Linked DNA regions of Sus scrofa: regions 1 and 2 are each linked to region 3. Evidence: chromatin contacts called from public Hi-C data. All regions are on one chromosome and are shown on one strand. The core of a region is the stretch at or near the end of the contact, and the rest is flanking DNA. Distances in the headings are between cores, read along the strand shown. Region 1 has its middle 30 kb from the start of GLOD5. Region 2 holds the start of SUV39H1 (histone-lysine N-methyltransferase SUV39H1). Region 3 holds the start of HDAC6 (histone deacetylase 6).

Region 1 (3,652 bases), core at 1,035-3,534, 71 kb after region 3:
GTTTAGAGATCTGCTTCCAGAGTCTAAGGTCACTGTACTATTTTTGGTTCTGCGATTGTCCCAGGGTGTGAGAGGCTCCTGCGATGTTTGGGAACATGCGTGCAGGGTGGTCACCTTTCTGAGCTGTGTGGGGTCAATAGCGCTGGTAGTGCCATCACTGAAGTGATTATGATTTGGCTCACAGGGTTTGGGTCACAGCTCTCTGAGCTGTTTGGGTGTGAGGTCTCAGAACGCGCTGCAGGGCTGGTGCTCCTGTCTTTGAGCATTTTTCCCCCACTTGCTTTTCCACTTACTCTCCCATTCATAGCATGGCCTTTTTAATTTTGTCTTTTTGCCTTTTCTAGGGCCATTCCCACAGCATATGGAGGTTCCCAGGCTAGGGGTCTAATTGGAGCTACAGCCACAGCAATGCGGGATCCGAGCCGCATCTGCAACCTATACCACAGCTCACGGCAATGCTGGATCCTTCACCCACTGAGCAAGGCCAGGGATCGAACCCACAACCTCATTGTTCCTAGTCGGGTTCATTAACCACTGAGCCACGACGGCAACTCCAACAGCATGTCCTGTAGACGGTTCCTCCAGCGGGTACATGTGTGACACCCTCATTCTGTTTGTGTCTAGGCCTCTGGATTGTTTTGTGGTCCATATCAAAAGGGTGAGGTCTTGGCTGGGATTTTTTTTTATTTTTCTTTTTAGGGCTGCACCTATGGCATATGTAGGTTCCCAGGCTCTAGGGGTTGAATCGGAGCTACAGCTGCCAGCCTACGCCACAGCCACAGCAACTCGGGATCCAAGCTGTGTCTGCAACCTACACCACAGCTCACGGCAATGCTGGGTCCGTAACCCACCGAGTGAGGCCAGGGATCGAACTTGCATCCTCATGGATCCTAGTTGGGTTTGTTAACCACTGAGCCATGAAAGGAATTCCTTAGCTGGAATTTTTGTTTTTGAAAAAAAAATTTTATTGTAATGATTTTTATGTTTTCCATTATAGCTGGTTTAGTGGTCTGTCAATTTTCTATAGTACAGCAAGAGACCCAGTCACACATACATATATGTCCATTTTTTTCTCACATTATCCTCCATCATGCTCCATCATAAGTGACTAGATATAGTTCCCAGTGCTATACAGCAGGATCTCTTTGCTCATCCATTCCAAAGGCAATAGTTTCTTGGCTGGGATTTTTAAGGTAAATCCCAGGGGGTGAGGTCTCTGAGCTGTTTGGGGGTCTGTGTCTGCGCTGTGAGGTATGTCAGCCATTTGGGATTCACATCCCAGTGTGGAGACGTTTTAATGTCCCAGGGAGTGAAGTCTCTGAGATGTTTGTAGGAGTCTGAGACTGAAGGATGCTATCTATGAACTAACTGTGTGTTCTCTGAGCTTTTTTGCCAGCTTTTGGCCAGAGTATGAGGTCTCTAGGCTGTTTTGTGGTCATTGTCCACAGTGTGAGATCCCTAAACTGTTTTGGACTCTGTGCCCCATGGGGTGAGGTCTCCAGGCTCTTTTGTGCTCTGTGTCCAATGATGGGATATTTCCTGAGCCATTTGGGGTACGTTTCCAGTGCTGAGGTCTCATTCCATCTCACAGCCAGCCTGTACGTGACAGTATAACATGAATCACTCTTTCCCCGCTAGTTGCGTGCTCCTTCCATTCTTGTGAGCACAGACCTGTGCATGTGTATTTCCTTAGAACACATACTTAGAAGTGAACTGCCAGGTCAGAGGAGTCATTTATTTAGCAGTCCCTACTTTGACTACCTAATGTGTGCAAAGCACCGTTTTAAGTGCTGCAGAGACACAGAGGAAACAGAAATCCATATACATCCTGGAGGTACTGCCATCCTAGTGGGAAGGTGTGTCATTTTTTTTATTCCGATAGATGTTGGCACACAAATTCACACTTTCATCAGTAGCACTGGGAGAAATGAAACCTCCTTATGGGCCAGGACTGCAGCAAGGGGTTGGATCCCTTGCCCTCGCTCTCAACAGGCTCATCAGATTTGGGATGGTCCACTGGGGAGATATGTGAGAGTGAGACGGGGAGGGAACATGGGCAGGGGGAGGAAGATGTGAAAGAGAAATATCTACTTAGTTGTATTGGCGTGAACCAATTGACATGATATCAACATCAGTGGAAAACTGATATGAAATAGCCCTTCTTAGGTCACGCACGCAGTGTGAGGGGTGGGAATGAATAGTTAATGATGAGACATTGCAGATCCTGGACACACCTTTGCGGGATGGGACAGTCCACTCTGGGAGGTACCACGGGGACGGGGGGGGGGGCCGTGTACTTTGGAAGAAACCACTGTGCATGTGAGGACACCTAAGACTTTGCGCATGGATCAGCCCCTGCCCCAAATGGAGAGAATGGCGATGCCCTGACCGACCTTGGCCTCGGAGGCCAGGCATGTGGGGGGAACCCCACCCTCAACCTGGAGCCTCCACCTATCTGGAAGCCGCCATCACCATGACCTTTCATTTGGTCCCGCCTGGGTTGGTTCTACCGAGTCTAATCAACAGCGGCGGGGTGGGGTGGGGGTGGGGTTGGAAGGCGGTAGCTGGAGCGGTGATTGGCTGCTGGGTGAGTAGGGTGGGAGCAAGTCCTGCCCTCAGCTATGATTGGCCGCCGTGAGATTGCCTACTCAAGCTCTTCCAGGGTACAGAGGTTTTCCCAAATCTCTTACAGGCTATGAGCCGGATCCCCCTGGCTCCAGGCTGTCATTGGCTACTGGTTTGGCGCAGGCGCTATGGCTCTCGGTTTGGCGTTTGGGGTTGCTGAGGCAGGGCTTTGGCTACTGGAGACTGTAGGTTCGAATCCCATCTAGGAACTTCAGTTTCCGCACCTGTAAAAGAAGCTGGCATTATTGGCTGACACAGATTGTGTCGGGTAATCTTTTCTATTCTCTTCTATCTGTTCTTTCTCTTTTTAAAACAATGCTTATTGCATCCCATTATATTGATTTCTGGATCCACTCCCAGGTCACAACAGCACTGAAAAAAAATTCTCCAGGGCTTCTGACATCCGTGTAACAGGCTGCCTCTGTAGGTCCGAGTCCTGCAGAGAAGGTTCAAGGCGATCTCACGATCCTCCTCCAAATCATCCCTTCCTCCCTCCGGAGAGGATGACTTGGAAGTTTCCTGTCCCCTCTGGTCCAGGCCTGAGTTGGGGTGTGGGGCAGTGCATGTATGAAGGAGTAGGGTGAGGGGCTGGGCCATACCCGGCTAGAGAGCAATGCATGATCTCATGCTGTAAGCTGGAGGGGCGTGTGGCAATTAAAAGGAGAATTTTGAAGGCGGGGGGAGGGGCGAGACTTAAAGGAGTAAACTTTTTAATGATGGGATTTTAAGTATCAGGCTGGGGAGATGTTCGGCTGAGTGTAGGTGAGTAGGAGGAAAGTGGTTCTCAAGTCAGTCAACTCATAAGGTTCCTGTGCTGTGTGCAGTTTGGGGGACTTGTGTCTGGAATGTCAAATCTCAGACTTGCGTTGGAATCTCAGTTCAGGGCAGGGCATCTCTGAACAAATTGTGAAGTCTCTCAGCTATTTTGAGGTCTGCATCACAGGGGTTTTAGGTCTTCCAGATGTTTGTGGGTCTCTGTCCTAGGGTGTGAAATCTCTAAGTTGTTTGAGGGTCCTTGTCTTTGCAA
Region 2 (3,268 bases), core at 724-3,223, 120 kb after region 3:
CCCGGAATGTTTTGGGGACTACCAGAATTTTCCCGGACATGCAGATTTTTTTTTTTTTAAGTTTAAAAAGGCTTCTTACAGTTCAAGGCATATTCTTAATGACTGTGCTTTAGAAGCCATTTTATCAAATCATTTCACAAGCCCTTATTCCAAATGTAGTCAGTCCTCATTCATTTTCACCTTTTAAAAATGTTTACTATTTCCGACCTCCCGTTAGAAAAATCAAATACTTACTCATGATGAAATACTCTATAGATGTCACACTACAAATGGCCAAGAGCTTTACGAAATTGTTACGTGTGCATTTCCCCCGCTCCCTTAAGCGGGCCTAATGGAGATTCGGCCTGTGCCCACGCTTCCTTTTCCCTCTGATGCTTCTCCCTTTCAAACCCTCAACTTGCATTTGAAACCCCGCTCAAGCGGTCCCAACTCACACCAGCTGCTGGCTCCGCACTGACCACAGGTGGACCCGCCTACCCTCAGAGGTCCCCCTCACACCTGTGGAACCCATCCTCCCCGCAGCTCTCCTCACCCAGAGGAGCCCGCCTTCCCCAACATACTGAGAGAGTCACCCCTCTTTCCCTGCGCACGGGGGGATCCAGCTCTCCCATTAGGGAAGCCCCTGCACCTCTTCCTGGAAGAGTCCTCTCTGCTGCAAGCCCTTCCCCCATCACGCTGCGAGGAGATACCCTCCCCCTGAAGAGTCCCCTGTCCCCCAACTCTGAAAAGGAGGTCCGTCCCCTTCCCTTCCCTCCCCTTCCGGCGTCTCGCGTGGACACCAAGCGGGTAACGGTCACCGGCAGCCAATTTTCCCGCGCGCGGGCGCGGCCTCCCCGACAAGTCCCCGCGCGTGCGCGCGCCGTCCTGTCGCGAACTGCGGCGCGCGCCCCCCTCCCGCGTCCCCACTTAGCCCCGTGCCCGCCGCGTTCCGAGGCACGCGCCCCCTCCCCTCAGCCCCGCCCAGCCCCGCGCGCCAGGCCCGCGCGCCCCGAGCCCCAGCCTTTCGGCGCCGAGCTTCCGGCTCCCGGCCCCGTGGCCTCGGACGCCGGGGCCCCGAGCCCGCGACGCCACCCCTCCAGCCCACCCGGCCCGGCCAGCGGGCCCGCGTCGCTGCCGCCACTGCTTCACCTTTTAAATTTTCCGCCATCTTTCCCCACGGCTAACGACATTCGGGCCTAACCGGCCTCGCGAGAAGAGAGCTCGCGCGGGCGTGGCCGAGAACGCGCAGCCTATTGGCCGCGCCGCGCCGCGAGCAGCGCCAGCGCGGACCAACCGGCGAGCCGTGACCGGACCCCTCCCCGCCACCCGGCTCGGTCCCGAAGGCGGGTGCTCGCCGGCGCTTTCCCAGAGTGCGTCTGGGCGGCGGCGGCGGCGACGGCTGTGGCTGCCGAGGTTGCCGGAGGCCCTGCCCGTACGCCGGTCTGTCTGTCACGCTATCAGCCAATCACGTTGTCAGCCAGCCGCACGGGGGGATTCTCCGTCTTGTCAGACCCCCAATTACGGCCGTCAGTCAGTCCGTCACCACATTTTTAACCCCAAGCAGGCCATGACTCCCCAGGTGGACTACCGCCACACACAGCTGCTCAGGCAGTCACCCGACTCAAATCAGACAATGGGTCATTCACCACGACCACCGCCTCATCAGACCCCTGCCCCCCATTCACGCTGTTAGTCTGTCAATAGCAGCATCCACTCGTGCCCTGGGGCCAGCTGCGAGACCCTCAAGGCAGACATACGGCGCTGACAGCAGCTACGCTGCACGCCCGCCGGCCTGTCATTCTCTTAGCCTGTCCTTTTGTCACACCGTCAGTCGGTCCAGCAGCCAGGCTCTTCATCTACCCTGGCCCTGGGAGCAGCTCCAAACCCCGAAGGAGGGGGGTGGCGGGGGGATCATTTCACCACCGACGGGGCCCTCGGGCTGCCTCTGATTATACCATGACAGGCTGTCATTGTCAGCATCTAATGTAGCCCTGTCGTGGTGCAGTCACTCTCTCCACTGTCAGTTGGTCACTCTGTAATTCCCTCGGGTTCCTCCCCATTCACACCACGGATCAGGCAATTATTTCCTCGTAGTCAGAGCAGCTAAAGCCTCCAGGCCACCCGTCAGTGGTCAGCAGTCTGTCACCTCTCAGGCGATGCATGCCCCCCATTGGTCGGTCAGTCAACATCCTCCCACCCCTGGGCCCTCTCAAGGCGGCCGTGATTCTATCCGACGACAGGCATGGGATCGGGCAGCTACGCTGATCTTTCAGTGGGCCAGCTGGCCTGTGACTCATTCAGTCTGCCCCTCATATCAGCCAGCCAGGTAGCCATTCTCAGCATCCGACTGGCCACATGATATGTCAGGCATGGTGTGATCTGGCCAGTGTGGACAGTCAGTCGCCAGATATGGCTTGCCTATCAGTTGGCAACAGATCGTCCATCAGTCAGCCTGAAATTCCCTTGGGGTAGATTTCCTTTACACATCGCCAGACAGCGTGACATCCAGACACTCCCTCGGGCCGGGTGTGATTCCTAGGAATAGTCAGCCATTCACAGTATCCCACCACCTAGGCAAGCAGCAACAACACGGGTCATCAATCAGCCAGCCTGTAAGTCCCCCAGGAGCCTGCCTGCCTTCTGCATTATCAGGTCACCAGCTCCAGCCAGTCCCAGGTGGGCTGTAATTCAGTTAGATTTTCAGTAGCTCACGGTGTCAGGAAACCGCACTGTCATTTCCTCAAATTGCCCCTCTCCCTGTCGGTCCATGAGTTATGTAGTCAACCAAATGGTTATACAGTTAACCAAACGGTTGTTCTGTGCCTGCCAGCCCAGCTGTGACCTGGTTGGAGAAATGGTTGATCAGGCTGAGCTTCCAGTAGCCCCTGCTTGCTGTGAAACAGCTAACAGTGGAGTCTCACCGTGGAGTCCCCCTCTCTCCCTTATTCTTTCTAGAACAGAGTCAGATGCTGACCTTCACATGCCCCCAGTCTCCCCAGGCACACGGGACCTTCCCACTCCCAGGAGTCAAGGAGGCCTGTCGAACCCACAAAAGTGGTTTAAGTCATGACCTTTTTCTTTCTTTCTTTCTTTCTTTCTTTTTTTTTTTTTTTTTGTCTTTTCTAGGGCCTCTCCTACAGCATATGGAGGTTCCCAGGCTAGGGGTCTAATCAGAGATGTAGACGCCAGCCTACGCCAGAGCTACAGCAACGCGGGATCTGAGCCACGTCTGCAACCTACACCACAGCTTAGGGCAATGCCGTATCCTTAACCCACTGAGCAAGGCCAA
Region 3 (3,680 bases), core at 847-3,346:
GGTCTCGAGTCCTTCTTCATGAAAACACCTCACACTGCTGGCGGCTGTTTGATGACCTGCTCTCCTTATCGCCTGTCAGCTCCTGGAGAAGGATCCCTGTCTATCTGGTCTGATACATCTGTAATCACCATCCCTGGGCACACAGTAGGCTCTCAATAGATATGTGTTGACTAAATGAAAAGAACCCATTCGAGCCTGAGCCTCGTCTCCCTAGGTCATGTGCTAGAGTAAGAAAGGATTCATTCTTGCTAATGGGCTCTAAGGGTGTATGTTTGTGTGATTTGAGTATGGCCTGGAGAAGCCAGCCTCACCTGTCATCCCAGAGGCAGTGGAATTCATTTAGCTGCTCATCCAACACCAAGCCAGTGCCAGACGGTGTCCTGGCCTCCAGGTTCAGATCCTGTGAGGAAAAAGAAAAAAGGGAAAGGCTGATGCATTGAGAGCCTGAGTCAGAGGGAACCTCCCACACTCTCCAGGATGGAGAACCTCACGGTTTTGATTGTCACAGGAGGCTACATTGCAGCCAGGCCCCCTCTCACCAGCCCTTGGAGCCCCACGATTAGGTCTTGCTCGGCTGCTTGGCTAAGCTTCTTCATTCTGCCTTTCTTCTTTACATCCGCTAGATTGGGGCTGGAGCGGAGTCCGGCACCCTTTTTAACACCTCGCTTCTGCCAAACAGAGAGAAGGGTCAGAGTCCAGTACACGGCCCACTGCTCCCCCTCCCCCTCAAGAGGGCCGGTCAGGGGCCTCACCGAGGTGACGCTGGAGTCGTGTGGGGGGGAGTGGGGGTTGTGCCTACTTCTTCGCTGCCTGGTTGTGGTGGAATCCTGGCCGGTGGAGGTCATGGCTGGGGAGACTTCACCCCTGACGCGGTTCTGGGGGGTGGGATGGAGGTGACTGAGAAGGGGCCCCGAGCGCCCTGAAGACCCCTCATCCCAGCCCCTTCCCAGGCCCCGCCCCCTACGCTAGCCTCCATCCCTTAGGCTATCTATTCCCCACCACCTCTAAACTCCGCCTCTCTCAAGGCTCTCTCCCTCCAAGGGGGTGTCCATTCCACTTGGTCCCGCCCATTCCACGAGGCTCCACCCCTTTACACTATTCTTTACCCTTTCGGTCTGGCTCTTTCACAGAGCAATTAACCCCCTGGCCCAGTCCTGATCTAAGCCAGCCCTTGCCAGCTAATCACCGCCCCTTTCACTCTATCAAGCCCCATTCCCAGATCCTTTCATTCCTCAAAGCCTCGCCCAGACCCCACCCCTTCGCAAACCTGCCCTGGCCAGCCAATCTCCCAGGATAATCACCCACCCTTTCACTCAGCCAGCCCCAGCCCCGGGCCCCGACTCCACCCTTAACGATCCACTTAACTCCACCCCTTATCGGGCTGGACCGGCACCTTCCACTAGGCTAGATCCCGCCCCTAACGTTTCAAGGAGCCCAGCTCCTCAGGGGACTGCCCTTTCCCTTCCGCCAGGCTCCACCCCCTGCCCAGGCCCAACCCCAAACGCTTCCCCAAGCCCCTACAGCCATTTCCGAGCCCCTCCCCCAGACCCGCCCCCCCCTCCCCGCCCCCGCTGTCGACGTTGACGAATCCCTCCACTCACTTGGCGCAGCCCCTTTCTCAAACTCCGCCCTTGGCGCGCGCCGCCAATTTCTCGGCGACCTGTAGGGCCGCGGGTGCCTGAGCCTCTCTTTTCCATTGGGCCAGATCTCTCTACAGCCCGCCCCGATCCCGCCCACACCGGGGAGAGCCGGCCTTGCGCCTCCAGCGGAACGCACAAACGGCGGATCAGCGCGTCAGTGCGCGACGCTGGCCGTGCCGCGCCTGCGTGAAGCGCGCGCCGGCTGCCTGACGCGGCGCTCGGGCTCAAGCTTCTCCCCTCCCCCAATCGCCACAGCTGTCACCCTGGCGGTCGTGACCGCGGTTTCTTTGTCCCTGTCCAGTTACCTTAGGAGCCCACCGGACTCGCGCCAACTGTACCGTGCGGTGACTCAAGAGTGCAAGCAAGCAAGCGAGGGAGTTAGGAAAGGGCGTCTTCTCCCTGCCCCCTGGCTTCCCGCGCGGCGCGCCGTGATGACGTAGCGCGGGCGGGCTGGTGGCTGGGCCTGGAGCGCGGTGGAAATTGGACGAGGCTGGTGGCGGCCAAAAAGGGAGTGGTGATGATGACAAATGTGAGAATTTTCTGAGTTCATATTCACTAAGGTGGTACGCAAGGAAGCACTCACCAAATGTTAGCTATTAATAGTCTGCCGCGAAAATGGATGGTGGAATGGAAGGGGGAATGATCGTGACGATAGCAAGTTGTATGTGACAGGCATTGTCGTAAGCCACAGTTCTATGAGGTACTTCCCAGTACTAAGGCTGCTTTGCAGATAAGGAAACTGAGGTTATGGGACTTAGCCATGTGACTTTGGGCAAGTTACTGAACGACTCTGTGCTTCAGTTTCCTCCTCTGGGAAATTGTGATAATAGTGCCGGGGAGTCAGAATGGACCTTGGGAGGGGAGTTTTTCTTGGGTGACAGCTCTTCCTGTCTGCTCCCTCCAGTGGGTAACCTCTGCACGCAAGCTGGAATAGAAAGTGTATGGGTAGGGGGGAGTTGCGCCCCCCCCCCACAATGCGCCCTCCCAACTCTCTCCCACCCCATGGCTAAATGTCTGAATATCAGCCTCGCAGGAGGCCGGTTTGTCCTCCTAATCTCCCTCTCTCATTCTTCACCATTTCCTACCGGGCTGTAGGCTGGGGCGGGAGAGATAAGGGGTCTGGGGTTCAGCATCGCTGACTAACCAACAGATTGACAGCCCCACCGCCCAGTAGCTGGGCCCTCTGACACTCTTGCAAACCCGTTTCAACCTAGTCTTCCCTTCCACTCTTTTCCTACCTGAACGTGTCTTTTGTCCCAGTGGAAGAGGGTCGCAGCTAAAAGACCTTTACACCTCCACGTACGCCAGAGAAAACATGTATATGCAGTGATAAACACAGAGGAACGTTCTGAGGTGATGCTTGCAAAGTGAAAGAGTAGGGAGTCTTGTAAGGGCCAAGACCCACTTTTTTTGTATAGTCAGAAGGGAGGTTTCTGTACAACAAAGGTTGGCAAACTTTTTCTGTAAAGGGCCAGATAGTAAATATTTTAGGTTTTGCAGGCCACATACTGGCCTCTGGGGCATTTTCTTCCTTCCTTTTCTTTCTTTCACTTTCTCTTTTCTTTTCTTCATCTTCTTTTTTTAGGGCTGCACTCGCAGCATATGGAGGTTCCCAGGCTAGGGGTCCAGTCGGAGCTGTAGCTGCCGGCCTACACCACAGCCACAGCCACAGCCACACCAGTTTGGAGCCGTGTCTGAGACCTACACCAGAGCTCAGTGCAATGCCGAATCCTTTAACCCACTGAGCCAGGCAAGGGATTGAACCTGCGTCCTCGTGGATGCTAGTCAGATTCGTTTCTGCTGAGCCATGACGGGAACACCTTCCCTTTTCTTTCCTTTTCTTTCTTTTGCCTTTCCATGGCACACAGAAGTTCCCAAGCCAGAGATGGATCTTGAGCCACAGCCACAGTGACTATGCCAAATCCTTAACCACTAGGCCGCCAGGAAACTCCTCCTTTCCTTTTTTTGTTTCCCTTTCTTTTTTTCTTTTCCTTCTTATTTCCTTTCAGTTTCCTCCTCTGGGAAATTGTGATAATAGTG

What was found. Hi-C and Micro-C count contacts between places; a contact is called where the count stands out from the background.
Region 1: a contact with region 3 is called in a Hi-C map of skeletal muscle, with 5 times the contacts expected there. The contact joins the enhancer-like site here to the promoter of HDAC6 in region 3. A contact is called at or near these places in 7 of 47 Hi-C or Micro-C datasets (heart right ventricle, liver, retroperitoneal adipose tissue and 2 more) and 1 of 2 datasets of contacts at active chromatin or transcription factors (alveolar macrophages).
Region 2: a contact with region 3 is called in a Hi-C map of heart right ventricle, with 2.9 times the contacts expected there. The contact joins the promoter of SUV39H1 here to the promoter of HDAC6 in region 3. A contact is called at or near these places in 4 of 47 Hi-C or Micro-C datasets (alveolar macrophages, blood, epiblast stem cells and 1 more) and 1 of 2 datasets of contacts at active chromatin or transcription factors (alveolar macrophages).

Annotation. Positions count from the first base shown.
Region 1 is chrX:42,845,498-42,849,149 of Sscrofa11.1, reverse strand. No RefSeq gene overlaps it. Among named protein-coding and RNA genes, the nearest start is that of GLOD5, 30 kb to the left of the region's middle. Within about 2 kb of position 2,284, at least 70 of the 83 cell types and tissues checked have an H3K27ac peak or open chromatin away from gene starts, as enhancers often do. A contact at or near this core is called in alveolar macrophages, liver, retroperitoneal adipose tissue and 2 more, where this site is marked.
Region 2 is chrX:42,796,014-42,799,281 of Sscrofa11.1, reverse strand. It overlaps SUV39H1 (histone-lysine N-methyltransferase SUV39H1), which reads right to left and starts at 1,973. Exons shown (of 6, transcript XM_021080076.1): 1 at 1,129-1,973. The coding sequence starts at 1,147.
Region 3 is chrX:42,916,327-42,920,006 of Sscrofa11.1, reverse strand. HDAC6 (histone deacetylase 6) reads right to left here and starts at 2,096. Exons shown (of 29, transcript XM_003360315.5): 1 at 1,946-2,096; 2 at 753-875; 3 at 540-668; 4 at 312-400. The coding sequence starts at 845. LOC110257658 (a long non-coding RNA gene) reads left to right here and starts at 2,084. Exons shown (of 6, transcript XR_002340570.1): 1 at 2,084-2,169.